Regions from separate parts of the Mus musculus genome. Here region 1 is linked to region 2. Evidence: chromatin contacts called from public promoter capture Hi-C data. All regions are on one chromosome and are shown on one strand. The core of a region is the stretch at or near the end of the contact, and the rest is flanking DNA. Distances in the headings are between cores, read along the strand shown. Region 1 overlaps Lrp2 (low density lipoprotein receptor-related protein 2). Region 2 overlaps Abcb11 (ATP-binding cassette, sub-family B (MDR/TAP), member 11).

What was found. Promoter capture Hi-C pulls out the DNA fragments that hold promoters and counts their contacts.
Region 1: a contact with region 2 is called in a promoter capture Hi-C map of 3T3-L1-derived adipocytes, with 2.8 times the contacts expected there. The contact joins two enhancer-like sites. A contact is called at or near these places in 6 of 39 promoter capture datasets (the 3T3-L1 cell line, 3T3-L1-derived adipocytes, embryonic stem cells and 3 more), 1 of 484 Hi-C or Micro-C datasets (bone marrow-derived macrophages), 2 of 115 datasets of contacts at active chromatin or transcription factors (SST interneurons and a beta-TC-6 cell line) and 1 of 9 other capture datasets (embryonic stem cells).

Annotation. Positions count from the first base shown.
Region 1 is chr2:69,444,642-69,448,376 of GRCm38.p6, reverse strand. Lrp2 (low density lipoprotein receptor-related protein 2) reads left to right here. Exons shown (of 79, transcript NM_001081088.2): 63 at 134-262. Among named protein-coding and RNA genes, the nearest start is that of Gm36393, 41 kb to the right of the region's middle. Within about 2 kb of position 1,821, at least 13 of the 459 cell types and tissues checked have an H3K27ac peak or open chromatin away from gene starts, as enhancers often do.
Region 2 is chr2:69,246,277-69,250,132 of GRCm38.p6, reverse strand. Abcb11 (ATP-binding cassette, sub-family B (MDR/TAP), member 11) reads left to right here. Exons shown (of 28, transcript NM_021022.3): 25 at 1,222-1,419. Among named protein-coding and RNA genes, the nearest start is that of G6pc2, 28 kb to the right of the region's middle. Within about 2 kb of position 1,647, at least 4 of the 459 cell types and tissues checked have an H3K27ac peak or open chromatin away from gene starts, as enhancers often do.

The sequences.
Region 1 (3,735 bases), core at 572-3,071, 200 kb before region 2:
GACTAGAACTAGTCACTAGCTGCAAGGGAGCCAGGGAAAAGTGGGGAAACGTGTATTTATCTGTGAGTGGACAAGTGAAGCATTCTGCTTTGATGAGGAAGAGTTTTGACTTTACCTCGTTCTTAAATTGCAGGTAGAAAACCAACACACAAACCTTGCACAGACACCGAATACAAGTGCAGCAATGGGAACTGCGTCTCGCAGCACTATGTGTGTGATAATGTGGACGACTGTGGAGACCTTTCTGATGAAACTGGTTGCAGTAAGTGAACAGTTCCTTTTATATTTCACTATGACAAAATAACCAGACTCTCAAATGACCCAGATGGGCCTCAAACACTGTGTCGTCAAGGATCACCTACAAGTTCTAATTCTCCTGCCTCCACCCCCAAGTGCTAGGATTAGAGGTGTGTACCATCATGTGTGGCTCTTTCTTTTCCTCTAAGTAGGAGGAAGACTTTGGGTTGGAAGAGATTAACATAACCAAGGGATGGATTTGGTTCATTTGGAATGGTTGAGGCTATATTAGTAGCTCATACCTTTGGTATCCCTTCCTAGCTCGTATGCACACTATCTAATTGTTACTGCCCCAATGGGTGGCTGGGATTGTCTACCTCCATACCGATGCTCTCGAAGTTTAAGTCACTCGCTGAGGAGCAAAGAGAGTAACAGAAGCAGAAATTAAGTATCTATGGAACTCCAGGCAAGGAGAGTGGCCTCCGGTGCCCTCAGGCACCTGTTGTGCTATTTTTGACACAGTCTGACCTCTTTCAATCAGCCAACTAGCTACTGTGTGTATGTGTACCCAGGCATGCCATAGTCTATGTGCCTCTGTGTGTGTACAGCAGAGTACAATTGTATGGTATGGTTCTTTCCTTTCATCTTTCCATAGGCTCTAGACATGGAACTCAGGTCGTCCCAGTGGCCTCTGAGGGAGCTCTTTAAACACTGAGAGCGTGTAACTGGTTATGTGTTTTCAACTCCTTGGGTATTACATGACTGCCGCCTGCATTGCCCCCACCATACATACCCCAGGCATCCAGAAGACTTTTTGATAGTTACTAACTGATCACACTGACTTGGCTTGCCACTAATCTCACCCTTTCAGAGGGACTTGGAGTGCTTGTCAAAATGAAGTGACTTTATTAAGCTTTGGATACAATTTGGTAAGCCAGGTGGCAGATCTCTACACAGAGACTGGTATGTAAACAGCTTTAGGAGGCTCAAGATTTTCCAAGTTTGACTTGGGCTAACTGAGGCTTTCTCTTGTTGCCTGTGCCTGTATTTAGAGCAATACTTTCTATTCAAGTGGACTTTCACTGAAAGATGGTTTAGTTAAAGGAAATAAGCAGTGTAGCATTAACTTCTTTTTAGATGTGATACGGAATTCAGATATGGGCTTGTCATTCGACAGAGGTGTAGAATTCTTTTTCTTTATCTTCCTCTTTATTTTATTTCAAAACAGGGTCTCACTATGTAGCCCTGGGTGTCCTGGAGTTCACTATGTAGACCATAGTGTCTTTGAACTCACAGAGGTCCACCTGCCTCTCCTTCCCACGCACTGGGATTAAAGGCATGCTCAACTAGGTGTAAAATTATTTATAATGCCACTGCTGGGGTCCCCAGGCCCATCACCTTCTTTCATCTTGGTCCCTCACTACCTCCCCATCTCTTCCTTCCTTTACATTCCATATCATTGAATACAATGAGACAGATAGGGCTTCTAAAAAAATTAAGATGCGCATCATGACCCTTTGGAATACAGACTGAAATCATTGCTTATGCATCACGTGTATGTGACACACGCATCCCTCGAATGTGAGTGTGCTCAGAGCACCCAAACCCAGTTCAGTCATGGGATGACATGTAAATTTTCCTAGCACCATTCAATCATAAAGGAAATTATAAAGCTGAAGTCAGGCTACAGATAACATTTCTGTAATTGTAAAGGTAGAGTAACTTGCTATTTCTGTGATATTTCTATTCCTTTTTTTCTTCTTCTTTTTTTTTTTACATATATATAAGCTGGAAGCTAGAGAGACTGTCTTATAAACAGAGAGCCATATGCTTATGTTTGTAGAAGCTGGTTGCTAGGCAACTGCTCTGACACTAAGCTGCATGCCTAGCCTTAATGTCACTGTTCCGTGGATTAAGGTGATGGCTAGATGTTCCTGGTCTTCAAATGAAAGAAGTTGTATGGAAATTTTCCATTCTAAATGTTATCATAGATCTGCTCCTGTTAAGGTCTCTTACTTTGGAAGATTAATGATTCACTCAAGGGAGATCTTTCTGCATTCCGGACCTCTTAATCACAAAGTCCAGTGGTAGAGTTAAGAGAATAGTTCACTGTAGAGATACTATGGCATTGGAAAGAGGATCACAACAAGCTTGCCAATATATGAAAAAATTCCTAGAGACACTGAAACCTTCTCGAGAAGAATTAGAAAACTTGGGGAGGTTTATTTATTTTTAAATAGATCGATATTGGCAGCTCAGACTTCTAAGTTTTCATGACTGTAATTTTCAGGCAGTGGTAAACTGAGTGGCATTCTCCTACTCTTGAAACTCAATGTTCTTAGTCTATCCTAAATATATAGATGAATAGCTTTATTATGCCATAAGAAATAGAAGTTTCCTTTAGCTAAAATAATAACAAGCCTGTGACTGAAACACGTTTCATCTGAAAGGTAGACGAGGCTTAACTCCTGAGGCAAAAGCTGCTCACCACTTCCTTATCTAGCCCCAGCTTCTTCAGCTTCTCCGAACGACCTGAGTTTGGGAGTAGATGACAGAGGATGAAAGAAAGCTGGCAATGACAGGAATTGGTGACTTGTAGAGATTGCCAGGGACAAGATCATCAGGCAAGAAAGAGAAAAGTAGAATTTGGACAGACTCCAAACTGTGAGGAATCTATCCTGGATAATCTAGACCCAGAAAATTAGGGATAAGAATAGCTATTTAGCAGGCTCCAACACAAACAAACTATTGATCATCTTTTGCTTTATTATAAAGGCAATAAAGTCTAGAGATGTTAATAAGTAGAGGCTGGGTGTAGCTCAATATCCATGTTGTAGAGTTACACGCATGTTTAGCATGTGCAAAAGCCCAAGGTTGAAGGCTCAAGGTTCAATCCCCAGCACCAGAAGAAATGAATTTCTCTGAATCCGAAAACCAAGAAAGGTTTACTCTTTTTTGTACATTAATTTCTACATTTAATACACTATTTTAAGCAATGTAACAATCTTTTTTCCATTTGTTTTTAGATATTTCCCATAGCAAAGTATCATTTGAAGCCTTGGATCTTCATAACAACCCTTAATATAAATAATCAAAACTCCTCATTTCTGAGATATATGCTTTCTTTTATATTTTAACATGTCTCAAAATGAAGTACATCTTACAAATTATAACGTGTCATAATACAACTTATCATTTTCTGTATCACTAATGGTGTATCAGTGGTAACTTAGAGATTTAAGATAGTACAGTATTTCTTCTTCCTTAATGTTGAAAATATAATTACACTTAAAAAAAAACTATCAGTGCTATAATCCTTAATCACAAATCTTAGTGCATAATTTTATCCCTTCCTAGGGGAAACTCATTAATAAAGTAACAGTAAAAAAGATGTGAATGTTATTTGTATTGATTATTTTCTGTGTTGCTGGTGATGGAGCTCAGGGCCTTCTGAATGCTGGGTAAATTCCTTACCACTAAATGACAATGGCGGTCAAA
Region 2 (3,856 bases), core at 398-2,897:
AAGAAAATACCTAATAAAAGAAAAAAGAAAAAAAAGAAAGCTTCTGCACAAAAGGGAGCACTCCCAGAGAGGAGAAACTATAGAGTGGGCAGAGAAAGTTTCCCACGTATCCATCCGATAAAGAAATAATAGCTAGGATATAAAAAGAACTGTAAAAAATCAATCTACCCAAACCAAATCATCTAAACGATAAATGAGCTAAAGTCTCCATTTATCAACAGTCCCCAAAGAAGAAATGTAAATGGCAAAACACACTTGAAATATACATTTGACACCCCTAGGTAGGAGAGAAAGGCAAATTAAAGATGCTCTGAAAGACCGTATTACCCAGTCAGAACGTCCAACATTGAGAGCATACATGACATCATAGGCTAGAGAGGCTGTAGGGAAAGAAGAATCCTTTTTCACTGCTGGTAAGAATGTAAATTGGGCACCCACTATGGAAATCAGCATAGAATTTCCTTTTCAAAAAGGAAGAGAGAGAGAGAGAGAGAGAGAGAGAGAGAGAGAGAGAGAGAGAGAGAGAGAGTCAGCAGCACCATTCTTTGGTGTCTCCATAACTGAAGTCAGCATACTACAAGAGAGTCTTTCGTGGCTATGTTTACTGTGGTACTAGTCATAGTAGCTAGGAAATAGAAACTAATTTAGTTGTCCACCAGATAGTTTGAACCGCACTGAAATATTCATCTTTGTGGCACAGACTCCAAGCAACTTTGTTTTTAACTCATTATTTTAAAGAGCAATGTGAAAACATTCAAAGACTAGCTGGTTTCCATGATGCCTTATCCGTTGCTATTCTCTTCCATTCTTTTGTTTAATATAAGAAATAGGTGGTAAGGAAAGTTTCAGAAGAGGATTTAAAAAAAAAAGAGGACAAATGTCTTTAATTCCCTTATCTGTCTTATTTCTGCACCTGCCAGCACTGGAAAGAAAATGCCATTTTGTGGTGTTATTTGTTTGCCTGTTTGTTTTGAGACAGACTCTCCCTATGTAGCCCAGGCTGGCCTCCAGTGAACTTACTATCTGCCTGCCTCAACTTCCTCAGTGTTGGGATTACAGGTGTGAACCACTATGCCTGACTGAAATGTCACCCACTGAGTTGCTGTCCCGATATTGCATATTTTCTTTTTGTTTAATGCATATCCTGTATTCAGTTAGGTGCACCTTCTGTGTCCTAGGCTCCTGTAGGGACATGTGTAATTCCAGTCTTCTCATCCACAGGACAACTTCCAAGGGAAGATTGATTTTATCGACTGTAAATTTACATATCCTTCTCGACCTGATATACAAGTTCTGAATGGACTGTCGGTATCTGTGGATCCTGGGCAGACGCTGGCATTCGTTGGGAGCAGTGGGTGTGGTAAAAGCACCAGCATCCAGCTGTTGGAACGGTTCTACGATCCCGATCAGGGAACGGTGGTAAGTGGGGCAAGACTTCTGAGAACAAGGAGAGCGTTGTTTTCTACGTAAGATCTGCCCCCAAGTGGTCTCCCAGGCCACACCTTGCCAGACTAAAAAAAAACGTTTGCGTTGGACACTTACCCCTGTGGCTATTTTCCTTTCGGTCACCTGCTGAGTGACCTCATTCTACCCCGCAGCTTCTAACAGCATATTCTTCCCAGTTCCAGATGTCCTGCTGACCAGTTAGGCAAGAAAACTGGGCACATGGCAAAGCTGGAGTTGAGAGTATTTGAGAGACGGTCACTTACCCGTAAATGGAGCAGAAAGTGCAGACTAATCAGGAAACTAATGGCTAGGGATGGAAAAAGTGGGGTGACAGGGGACACAATGAGAAGGAAGCAAGACAAGGAAGCAGGCATGAACGGCTTGACACAATCCTGGTCGGAGAAGCTCACGGTTGACTGATAGATAAACTCAACTTGACAAAGCCTTGGCAGGGATAGTTGACGCACTGGTGATAGAATTCATTGTTTACTCTTCTAAGTCCTTCTTTCTCTCTTTTCCTGTTTTATTTTTTTCCCCTTTCTTCTTAGGTAATATGTTCACAAGGCTGTATAATCAAATAACAAAGACTTTTAATTAAAAAAGTATGATTTCTCTGGAGTTCTTTGCTCAAAGGCTCTTAACCACTTCATGTTTTGAACTCTCCCAGTAAATAGGAGTAAAAATAGGAGTAAAAAATAGGAGTAAAAAAAAACCTCCTATGTCCCGAAATCTGTTTTTCTGTTCTCCTGATTTAACTGGACTCTCTGCTGATTTGTTTTTAAGAAGTAAAAAGTCGGCCATTGAGACTCTTCTCTCTTCTACCTGCTTCCCCCCACATACCCCAGTCCCTTTACAATAATACCCTGTCTGAATTTCCTGAATAGTGTGAACTTCACTGCAAGAGACATGCTGAGAGAAAGGTGAGGTTCTCCTGCATAGAGCAAAGAAAAAGAAGCAGGCAGATATCAGTAGAATCCAGGAGGGTATGCAAAGGAGGGGTAGGGATTGATCTGCCTGTGGTCCATTGCCATTGCTGTTATTGATTGTAGGTGTGAAGATTTTAAAGTGCTTGAAAGGTCTTGGTGATGGGTAAACCTAGGAAGTGCATTGTCCTAGAGATCTGACCCATTCAAAGGAGAGGGCTCAGGTTCTCAAAGCCATCAGCTCTGTCATGTCTATTGTCCAGGGTGATTGTAACCTGCTGCAAGACCAACCCACCATGTTGGATCTTTCCAGCATCATCATGTCTGCTAAGTGTGTTTCTCTGAATGCACACACTGAATGCTCCGGTGACCAGAAGAAAGCAATCATTCTATGATGTCTTGCATTTAAGAGCACAGTACACTTTGTAAGCTCATTGTAAAATGGATCTGTGAATACTATAAATAGGAAAATGCTGATTTCATCAATTTTTTAAAAATCCTCTTTGCTTTTTGACAGGATACTGAATGCAGGTATTGTAAGTCTGATATTTAATTAGGTATCTATGGTGTGTCCAGTACTGTCTATGGGAGATGCTTCAGGAACATGGAACATATTTTGTTTCCTAGATGGTTATTATATAGCACATATACAAGAATTAGAAAAAATTCAGCTTCTGGGTAACTATTAGGTTGTATTTTGCAGAAATAGGTATTATGGGAAATACTTCAGGCTGGATATGATCTAACTCTAAGTGACCTCTGCTTTACCCCTACCCCTTAAAAATAGTGTTTGGTTATCCATTGTTTAGAAAGTATCTAAAAATACGTCCTGATCACATTATTTAAAATAGCCTTTTTTTTTTTTCCTGAACTCATACAAATACTTTACAGCAAATAAGTTAGATTTACTTTATGTTTGAGATGGACTCAGGAATTTTTTTTGGGGGGGGGGGAGGTTTGGTTTTGGTTTTGGTTTTGGTTTTTTCGAGACAGGGTTTCTCTGTATAGCCCTGGCTGTCCTGGAACTCACTTTGTAGACCAGGCTGTCCTCAAACTCAGAAATCCACCTGCCTCTGCCTCCCAAGTGCTGGGATTAAAGGTGTGTGCCACCACCGCCCGGCACTCTTAGAAATCTTAAGTGAACCAACTTGAATGGTCCTGATTTTGTGACTAAGCTTCCCTGACTTCTGGACTGTGAGTCCCCAGGAAACAGACAGTGTTCTCATCATACAGTGGACAGAAAACGTTTGTACGGTGCCTCCTGGCAGATGGTTTCATGTGTGATTGTGACTAAGTGGCCAAATATATTTTCCCCTGGACTTATTATCTCAGCTGTCCAGAGAATAATGTCAATAGAACCAAGGGCACACGTTTGATCCTCATGTCATAATCCCATCTGTCTGTCACTGTCCCTGATTCCAACTTCCTTTCCTCTCCTTCTTCTCTGGGTGGCTCCCAAAGTCTCAGAAAACAAAAAGCCTGCATAT